2 separate regions of the Hordeum vulgare genome follow, and region 2 is linked to region 1. Evidence: chromatin contacts called from public Hi-C data. All regions are on one chromosome and are shown on one strand. The core of a region is the stretch at or near the end of the contact, and the rest is flanking DNA. Distances in the headings are between cores, read along the strand shown. Region 1 holds the start of LOC123452042 (cell division control protein 45 homolog). Region 2 has its middle 160 kb from the start of LOC123395745.

Region 1 (5,166 bases), core at 1,998-4,497:
GGCCCACGAGGTCACAAGTGATACAATCTTAGGCAGCCCACCATGACTGCATTCTACAACGCATCAACGGTATCCTCAAGGAATTCTATCTCATTAAACTATGATGGGGGCTGTATGTAGAACTGCCAAAGTGTAAAGTAGCAAAACCTACCTGCCACAAGGAATGCAGTACAAATGATTCCTTAGGAGAAATCATAAGGATTTAATCCTACGAATAAAACAACGAATATAGGAAAAGGTCCTAAGGATTCTAATCCTCCAAAAATCCTATGCAAATCAAAGGAGCCCAGGGGAGGTGTCCCTGAACTGGCCACTATGATCTGGACAAGAAAAGGTGGGACAGGAATAGAGGAATAGCAGTGACTAGTCCTGATGATCTACCACAAACAAATGTCAAGCATAGAACACTGCAGAATGTTCATACATAGCACCAGTTGGATCTGTGCACGGACAGTGTCCTTATACTAACTTTATAGATGAAAGATCACTGACAAACACCATGTGTTGACATCTCTGCACTCATCAAAGATCTATGAGTTTGTCTGGTTCAAGATAAAACCATGATTTTCTAACAACACAGTAAGGATTTTCATCAACAGTATACGAGCACATGAATGAATCAAATCACTGTAACAACATCACAAATCAGCCAACAGGGCCTCTGAATCACCCCAGTTGCAAGTTAGATGTCTTGTAAAGTACCCTATGACACTTGTTCTTTCAGAGTTCAGATTAATTACAGGTTCAGGACATTTGGGCAGAAAAATCACAGTAAGTCCATAACCCTGTGAAAGACATGATAAATTGGCCCTCTGTAACAGAAGTCCTGTTCAAATTTGCTTGCTCTCATTGTAAGAATGGTATGAAACTTTGTAAGTATGATTTTAAGTAGCTAAGCTAAAAATTGTTTACAAACATCAATTCTGTCAGGTAGACAATGGTAACATAGAGTAGAGCAACGCGTGTTAGTTTGCACACTAAAAACTTGAAACAACTTTATTGATACAGAAACGAATACAACATTATCCTACAATAAAAGCTGCATGCTTATGCAAGTACAGATACTAACATCCATTCTATCAGGTAGAGAAACCAGTAAGCAAGTGTACCTTGCCCCTTGTAGGTCAGAATCAGGTTGGCATCTGAATCTGATGGATTATCCTTTGCTAATGGGGCAGTTGGAGAGTGGAACAGCCTCTCCTCTATCACTAAAAACATGATTGCCAAGCAACTCAGATGTTGCAAATTACAATGTTTGTCAGGCTGCTATCTGTAATTTGGTGAAAATATCAGGTGAGCAACATGGCATGCACCACCATCATCAACTAGTCAACCTCCTTTATTTAGAGAGCACAAGCCTCGGATTTCCCATCTTGGGAATGAAAGAATCATCAGCGTGGGGCGAGCACATGGCATCAAAGCTTCTCTGTTAACCGAATCATGAAAGAACTGACAGCAACAACATCAAGAACAATCCATGATGACTCAAACATGTCATGGAAATAATCTGCACCGATCTCCTCTGCCGCTGACCTAAATGCATTACCAAACGCGTTCCCCTGAACTGCCCCGAGCCTTGGCTTCCCACATACACCAATGACCAACACCTTCTCAGGCTCCCTTGCTAAGCAGGCACAGATTAGTGGCTTCATCCTTGCACCCCTCTCCTTTAGTGCATCCATCAGGAAGAAACAGAATTTAGTAAGCGCCTGTGGATGGCACAGCTTAGCAGTGTCCACTGGATCATCAAGCTTCACCCACCGGAACTTCTTAGCACTCCGGATGAATCCACTCTTGGTGATGGCTGAGCTTCCCTGCCTCAGTATCGCCATCTGTATCTCAATTGCAGATTGCATTCCTTTTCGCAGCTGATCCACATTGCTCAGCGACAACGCAGAGTATGCAACCCAAAATTGCTCAGCAGCACAGGACTCCTTTGAGTCCTTGGACTCGGCATTGAGGGATTCAAGCAAAGCTGTGACGCCATAGACAACATCCGCAGCAGACACCTTGGACCTGTAACCGTGCACCCTCAGGAAGCTCCGGTAGTAGAACTCAGTGAGCCCATACTCAGGCAGGAACCGATCAAACTCATCGCGCATCTTGCGCTTGACCTCCATGCTCATGTACTGGAACCTCTTCTGGCAGTCGGCGAGCGGGAACCCCATCCTCGCTAGGAGCAGCTTCAGCTTCTTCAGCCCGTTGTCGCTCCAGGTCTTGAGCTTGGTCGCGACATATGAGGAGCAGAGCATGGAGTCGAACAAACTCCACTCCCGCAGCAGCATCAGCCTTGGCTCGTCCTCATAGGCGATGCGGGAGGCCTCCGGCGCCCGGATCTTGGTTCCATCCTTGAGCGTCACCACCGACCCGAGGCCGGACGGGTCGAGGTTGCCTGATCCATTGATGTGCTGCTCGAGCTCCATGACGGCAGCCTGGTAGCGCTCGTTGGTGATGCGCTCGTGGACGAACTGGTCAGTGAGGGAGACGCAGGCGAGCCAGAGGAGCTCGTTGGTGTTCCTGCGGAGCGCGTGGGCGAGCTCGTACATGAGGCACCCCGAAGGCTTCCCGTGGAAGGTGCCGAGGCGGTAGTACTCCCTCCGCAGCTTGCCGAACAGCCTCTCCGGGTCGCCGTCCGCCTCCTCCCCATCGTCCGAGAGCCGCCGCCTCTTCCTTCTCCCTCCCTCGGCATCAGAATCGGAGTCGGAGGCGTCAGAGTCCTCGTCCTCCTCCGAGACACGGAGGTGCTCGTCGGCGTCCCCGTCGGCGGTGAGGTCGGAGGCGTTGGCGAGGGCGGAAACGTCGAAATCATAGGAGAGGTCGGCGGTGTGCTCGTCGTCGGTGGAGAACAGCACGACGACGCGGTCGTTGGCGGCGGCGAGGTTGTGGAGGTGGACGGGGCGGTGGGAGTCGACGACGAACGCGGTGGAGGCGGGGGGCAGGATGCCGCGGAGGTCGCGGTGCGCGCCCCAGTTGATGAGGAGCAGACAGAGCGGCTGGGACGCGGAGAAGGAGGCGAGGAGGGTGGCGGCGGCGGCGGCGGAGGCGACGGGGTAGATGGAGAAGCGGATGGAGTCGGCGGAGAGGACGTGGGCGAGCGCCTTGAGCGCGCAGAGGGAGTCGGCGTCGGCCGCGGATGGGAGGATCAGCAGCGGGGAGGAGGCGGCCGCCGCGGCGGCGGCGGCGGCGGCGCGGAGGCGGGCGTAGAAGGAGTCGGCGCGGAGCTCCCGCACCATTGGCGCATCAACGAGGGGGGATCGAGATCGAGAATTTTGGGTGGAGGGGAGGGGAGGGGAGGGGTGGAGAGGAATGCTCGAGATCTGGGAATGGAGTTTGGATTGGGGGCGCTTTGTGGGAGCGGCGAGCGCGGGAGGATTTCGGGATTTTGGTTTTGGGAGGGAACGGCTCGCGTCTTTCGATTTTCGAACTCCAAATTTTCGGCTTTGGGGGGATGGAATCCCGTTCCGGCTCGTCACTGGAGCAGAGCCGCTTGTGCCACCCCGATGTTTCCTTGGATGACAGGTGGGCCCACGTTCCGGTGGGGCGGGCTTGTCATACGGGAGAAACAGACGGGCCATACGATTGATTCATTTCATTCGGTGATGCGTAAACGTCACTACTGCTCGTAGATAGCTGGGCTGGTTCTGACCTACTAATTGCGAGGCCGCATGGGCTCAGGTCCAGCGTCTATAATCGAGAGACTTTCAGGAGGGAAAATCCTATTCGCCGCTTGCTGCGGCGAATGGTCGAGGTTTCGCACAAGGGCGGATGCAAGGGAGGCTAGTTGGCCCGGCCATTTCCAGCTTTGCACAGTGCGGCCAAGTTTCTTCTGTGTTGTTTCTTTTTCTATTTACTAGAAAAAAGGCTCGTGCGTTGTAACGGAAGCGAAAAAAAATCCACGTTTCTAATATAACATGATGTCCTGTATTTCCCGAGTCTAAGAAGAAACTATATGGTTCAGACTTTGGACTCGTGTCTCACGTTTAAACGAAGAAATATTCCTCTCTAGGGTAAAGGTGCAAATATAGATAAAATGTATAGATTGCTTTCCCAAATTATTTTGAACCTTTTCCAAAATTCACATTAAAGTTCTACTCCAAGTTTAGTATCCAAACCTTTCCCATAAATCTTTCTGCATTTGTTAAAGCCACCCACAAATTTTCATCATTTTTCAGAAATCCTAAATCGAACTTCTAGTTCTAACTCATTTGAATTGAATTTAAATGAGTTTGATTAATATGATTCCATCATGACAAAACATTATCTTCCCAATATACATATTTAAAGTAGTCCAGGGAATTTGTCCTCACTTCAAAACTCTTCTCCAAACCCCTTTGTGCTTGTCTTCTACTCCCTCCGTTCCTAAATATAAGTCTTTCTATAGATTTCACTAATAGACTACATACGAATGTATATAGACATACTTTAGAGTGTAGATTCATTCATTTTGCTCCGTATGTAGACTTCTAATGAAATCTCTTAAAAGACTTATATTTAGGAACGGGGGGAGTAGTTCTTTGTTTATTTCTAAACAGAAAAAAAAAATAGCAGAAGAGAGGAGCACAAACACATAGCCAGCCACAGCCCACTTGCCTAGCCGGCCTAGCGAAAGGGATCAGCTCATGAGTTTAATTCTTTTTCCCCTCCTTTCCTTGAGTGCCCAATTCTGCTTGTTGATCCTTCAAACAGATTACGTATATGAACTGATAGAATCATATCTAAATAAGCGAGGTGGGACAAGAGCAGAGCTGGTAAGTTCGATCCTAACAGCTCTTGTACACCTAAAAAGTCAACTTACTTGTTCACAATCCATAAAAGAACTTCAGTTGAAAGGCCACTTGCTTGGCTCGTTGCTAGACCCAAAATTGACCGAGCTGAACATCACGAAGACAACGTACGGACAAATATTTGGAAATCCCTATTTGACGCGCGTTGCGTCAAAATACCGCAACTGAAGAACGACTGGTCATCAGGATTGGGCCGGCCCGTTTAACCGTCTCAATGTGTTTCCGGTTTTGGGAACCTTCTAGAGGTTTTCAGTCTTTTTTTTGGTTTTAGGAACTTTTTAGAAGATTCCCTAAACCGGTTTTTCTTTTTTCTTTATTCTTTTTTGTTTCTTTTTTTGTTTCTGTTTCAAAATTGTTCTGAATTTTCAAAAAATGTTTCGGA
Region 2 (5,244 bases), core at 2,415-4,914, 370 kb after region 1:
CTGCACAGACATGCGTGTACGTTACCGGTGATGCCCGAAACACTTCCGGTGTCCGAAACCATCCGTCCTATATATCAATCTTTACCTTCGGACCATTCCTGAGCTTCTTGTGACGTCCGGGATCTCATCCGGGACTCCGAACAACTTTCAGTAACCTCGTACAACAATTCCCTATAACCCTAGCGTCATCGAACCTTAAGTGTGTAGACCCTACGGGTTCGGGAGACAGGCAGACATGACCGAGACACCTCTCTGGCCAATAACCATCAGCGGGGTCTGGATACCCATGGTGGATCCCACTAGCTCCACGATGATCTCATCGGATGAACCACGATGTCAAGGATTCAATCAATCCCGTATACGATTCCCTTTGTCTGTCGGTATAGAACTTGCCCGAGATTCGATCGTCGGTATACCTATACCTTGTTCAATCTCGTTACCGGTAAGTCTCTTTACTCGTTCCGTAGCACGTCATCGTGTGACTAGCTCCTTAGTCACATTGAGCTCATGATGATGTTCTACCGAGTGGGCCCAGAGATACCTCTCCGTCACACGGAGTGACAAATCCCGATCTCAATTCGTACCAACCCAACAGACACTTTCGGAGGTACCCGTAGTGCACCTTTATAGTCACCCAGTTACGTTGTGACGTTTGATACACCCAAAGCACTCCTACGGTATCCGGGAGTTGCACAATCTCACGGTCGAAGGAAAAGATACTTGACATTAGAAAATCTTTAGCATACGAACAATACGATCTAGTGCTAGGCTTAGGATTGGGTCTTGTCCACCACATCATTCTCCCAATGATGTGATCCCGTTATCAATGACATCCAATGTCCATGATCAGGAAACCATGATCATCTATTGACTAACGAGCTAGCCAACTAGAGGCTTGCTAGGGACACATTGTGATCTATTTATCCACACATGTATTACTGTTTCCTGTTAATACAATTATAGCATGAACAATAGACGATTATCATGAACAAGGAAATATGATAATAATCATTTTATTATTGCCTCTAGGGCATATTTCCAACAGTTGCATCACCTCGAATTGGGCCCGTAGGCCTTGTTCGACCTAGGGTTAGTTTAGGCTGCCTTGGGACGTCCTCCCACCTCCTTGGCCGCCACCCCTTGCTCCTATATAAGTAGATCAACCTAGTAGCTTTTTGCTTGCGATGTGTTTAGTTAAAAGTTAGACATTGCAACTCCGTGTACTTCGTTTGTGAACAAAAAACAGACTAAGACTGCTTTCGGATCCCCACCCTTATCAATACTTCATCTATATTCGCAATATTCAGATTGCAATATCATATTCTTTCTTGTTCGTCGATTGTTTGCAGGAATAGATCTTCGTGGTCAGGTTGATCGTGCTCCGGCGTGGTCAGTAACCTCTTGGAGTTGGTTTAGAGATTGCCAAGGCGCAACGTCGTGCATGTTTGTAGTCGGATCATCAAAGTTGTCTCCACCAAATTGATAGTTATCATCTCATCGAAAGATCGGGACCCTCGCCTCCTACCAAGAGTAGCGGCGGTCGCGCACGCGGGAGAGTAGCAGCGGCGGCTCATGCGGACGAGCGGCATCGGCGATGTACGCGGACAAGCGGCAGGCACGCTGACGAGCGGCAGCCACGACGCACGCGGACGAGCGGAGGCGCACGCGGACGAGCGGCAGCGGCGGCGCACGCGGACGAGGAGACGCAGCGGACGAGGAGATGCAGCCGGTTCCGCGTGGCCCACTCGATTTGGAGAGACCGCGCGGAACGGCATATTGAAGGAATATGTCGTTTCCTGGAATTGACTGGTTTCGATTTCTCTATCAATCTAAACACGTGAATGGGCCTTTGGGACGAACCGACCCGCCCCATTTCATTTGGTTCCACCAACTGAACACACCCTTAGTGACGGTTATACGGTATGGTATCTGATAAAAAAACTGGGTTTGCGGAAGTTATCGGAGTGTTATTTTTGTCTCAATTTTTCAAAAATGGTAGATTTTTGGGTACAAAAGAGCTATTGGAGTTGCTCTAGTACTTTGTTTCCAAAACAATGGGCTGGTTCAACTGGCTATTTCAGTGCAGTCTCGTTTTTCGTTCTTTCTAGCAACTTGCACATGTATATTTGTTTTGTTTTTCTTTATGTCCTTCTGTGTTGGTAGAGCTAAAATATATGGACTTCGAAAAACGATATCTTGTCTTGTTCCATTGCTACCAAAAGGTAACAGTAATGGCAATTTGATGCTATTATTGTTAAAGACTACCATGACCAACTAACTAGCAGTTTTGAGTAGGTCCATTAGTGGACAAGATTAGATCTGAATTGACCTGACAAAAAAACATCTTAGGTAGACTGGGACGTGCCTCTTTTCTAATCGCTATAGGGTCATGACAGGTTTTCGCTTCAGAAATTGACGTGCTGAGTGTTGACAAAAGGGGAAAATAAATGGAAAAGGCAGATCCAACTTGGTCAAAATTCATAGATTCAGTGACTGGTGTAAAAGCACAGTGCAAAGGATGGAAATTTGTCATCAAAGGAACCGAAGTCTATTGGATGAGTTGGATCCACGTAGGAGGAGAAGGTTGGACTGAGAAGCACTCCTCTCCAATTGACTCTTCTACTTCTCTTTCTCTCTGCTTGCTTGCGGCACCATTCTTCTAACCTATCGAACCACATTGCTCATATGCTACCTGTCTAAATCGATGGAACTATTTTTCCTGACGTGCTACAGTTCATTTCACCAATGATTAGTAATGTCATGATGATCTACAAAAAAACGTCACCATCTTTAGCTGCCTAAGCATTAGTAGCTCATCTGAATGCATTTTTCAGATGCAAAATCTACCCATCACTTGTGGGCTACCTTGCCACATTCTAGCATGATTCAAGCCACATTTCAGGGAGAATCTTCCAACTGGGTTAAGGTATGATATGCGAAAGATGCCATGACAGTATTTGCTTTTGCTTGCCAGGCTGAGATAGGTGCCTTGAGGGGAAAGAAAAAGGATGGGTAGCAGCAGCAGCGGCTGGATGGATCTAGTGCAGCACCAACCATGGCGACAGAGGTGCAGAGATGTCGCATTCAGCAGCCAAACCTGTCTTTCCTCTCTAGTGGAGGCGGTGATCGGATAATATATGCCTGCTCACTCAGGAACAAGAATAGATTCATGCCACCGGCGCTGCTGCCGCAGTGACAAAAATGGCACATGTTCTTGCTTTGCAAAACTATTTCTATATCAGGTTTTTCTCCAGATGTCATTGCCCATATCGCATAATCTCGGTTTGAGATTTAAAAAGATTTAAAAAGATGAACATCAGCTTTGTTAAGTCAGTACTTAGTAGTGGTAGGGTAGCACCGATGGAGCTAGCTGCCCATACTCGGCCGGGCATCACCAAATCTCTGGAAAGTGAAGTTGGGGTGGCTGATAGGATTATATGGGTTTGCCCAAGAATCGTCGAGTAATCGAAACGAGTGGGGCCTGGATTTGACCTTATGAGGTTGCAGGCAGGAAATTCAGGCGGGGCCGAGTAGCCGGTGGATAATGCGGCTCCATGGTCCACATGTCAAAATCAGAGCATCGTGGAACGAGACAGGGACATGCCTAATTCAATTCAAGGCTCATCAGATCAGCCGTGGTCAGTAGAATGTTTCGTTCCAAAGTCGCCTGTCAGTGACCAGACGCGCACTGTTCCGATTGCTGTCAGACAGACAGACAGACAGACAGGCAGGCTCAGGGGGAAGAGCGACTGATTGATAGTAATTCAGATTCAGCACGCAGTACTACTCCACTCCAGTATACTATATACTTATTTCTCTAATTTCCTCACGCGCACACACTGTTTTGTTTCGAGAGATGCGTTTGAAGGCCCCCCTACCCTACGGATGCAATGCAATGCACCGCCCCGCGCCGCTAGCCGCTCTTTTATGAACCGACGCAACAGTGGTTGCGCATTGCGCTGGCTGGCGAGTGAATCCGCACGTGAAAGGGTGGCGTGCGATTCAAGGCCGGCCTCTCTTTCCGGCAGCGGCCAGCTCGGCGGCCTCCAACTTGGGCTGCTCCGCTGAATCTGAAATGAATGAATGCTTGACGGACAGCGGAGCGGAGGGGATGAAGATGGCGAGATCACGAGTGTGGTCGTACTATCTCGTATCTGCAGGGCCGGCCGGGGTCAAATCCGTCCGTGTTGAGTGACCGACCGGGGGAGAATGGGGTGTCTGCCATTGCCATTGCCATTGCAGTTGCCGTTGGACTTGGACGTGGACGTGGACGTGGAGGATGGATGGATGGATCGTTTCTGGTTCGCGTCCAATCGGCGGCAGCTCGGCGGGACATGGAGCAGTCGGCCAATCGTTATTCTCGCGCTGTAGCAGATGGAATAGCACCCAGCATGGAGGAGATATATGGCATCTGTTCCTGATTTCACTAGTCAACTGTTGTTTGCTGTGGATGGCCCTGATGGTGATCCGCCGTCGTGCGCGTCTCCGTCAAGTATAGTACTCGTAGTACAAGATCCGCTACATCTCCGTCAAGTATACGCTGTACGTTCGGAAAGTAGCATCAAATAGGCGACCTCACGCACATGAAACCTGCCAATTGTCGCGCGCGAAAACGGAGAAAAGTTCACCGAGAAAGCAATGACAGTGTGAGGGTTCAAACCGTGTAACTCAGGCTCGACCACTTGTCGCTAGCCACACCAGCTAATAAGCTTATGTCTCTTTTTCAACTTTTTGCAGGTAGCTTATCATTTTTATTTTTTTGCGCTGGAGGTAGCTTATTATTTAATAAGCTTATGTCTCTAATAAGGAAACGCGGACTACAATAACTATTTCTCAGCAACCGGTTTACTGCAGTTTACCTGTCTTTTTCTTACTATTTTTATTTTCTTCTGTTTGTTTTTGTTTCTTTTTCATTTTCTGCTTCATTTTTCTTTTTTCAAAAAATACTCGCACATTTAAATATATATTTTTAAATGTTCACCTTTTAAAATTTTGTTCAAGAAATTATAAATATTCGCATTTTGAAATGCTGTACATAAATTTCCAAAAACTATTCATGTCTATTAAAAAAAAGCAAAGAGATTTTTGAACATGAACGTTTTTTTGACTTTTTTTGTAAAACACTAACAAATTGGGATTTTTCTTATAAAATCTAAAATATATTTGTGATTGATTTTATTTGTGACTCGACAAATATTTTTTATCTGTGTAGAATTTATTTGAAACAAGAACAACTTTTAGATT

What was found. A called contact is a pair of places that touch in the nucleus more often than the background predicts.
Region 2: a Hi-C map of seedling shows a contact between it and region 1, with 4 times the contacts expected there. The contact joins the enhancer-like site here to the promoter of LOC123452042 in region 1. A contact is called at or near these places in 4 of 6 Hi-C or Micro-C datasets (leaf and seedling).

Annotation. Positions count from the first base shown.
Region 1 is chr5H:314,766,471-314,771,636 of MorexV3_pseudomolecules_assembly, forward strand. LOC123452042 (cell division control protein 45 homolog) reads right to left here and starts at 3,248. Exons shown (of 1, transcript XM_045128616.1): 1 at 970-3,248. The coding sequence starts at 3,233. The coding sequence ends at 1,416.
Region 2 is chr5H:315,139,382-315,144,625 of MorexV3_pseudomolecules_assembly, forward strand. No RefSeq gene overlaps it. Among protein-coding and RNA genes, the nearest start is that of LOC123395745, 160 kb to the right of the region's middle. Within about 2 kb of position 3,665, at least 3 of the 3 cell types and tissues checked have open chromatin away from gene starts, as enhancers often do. A contact at or near this core is called in leaf and seedling, where this site is marked.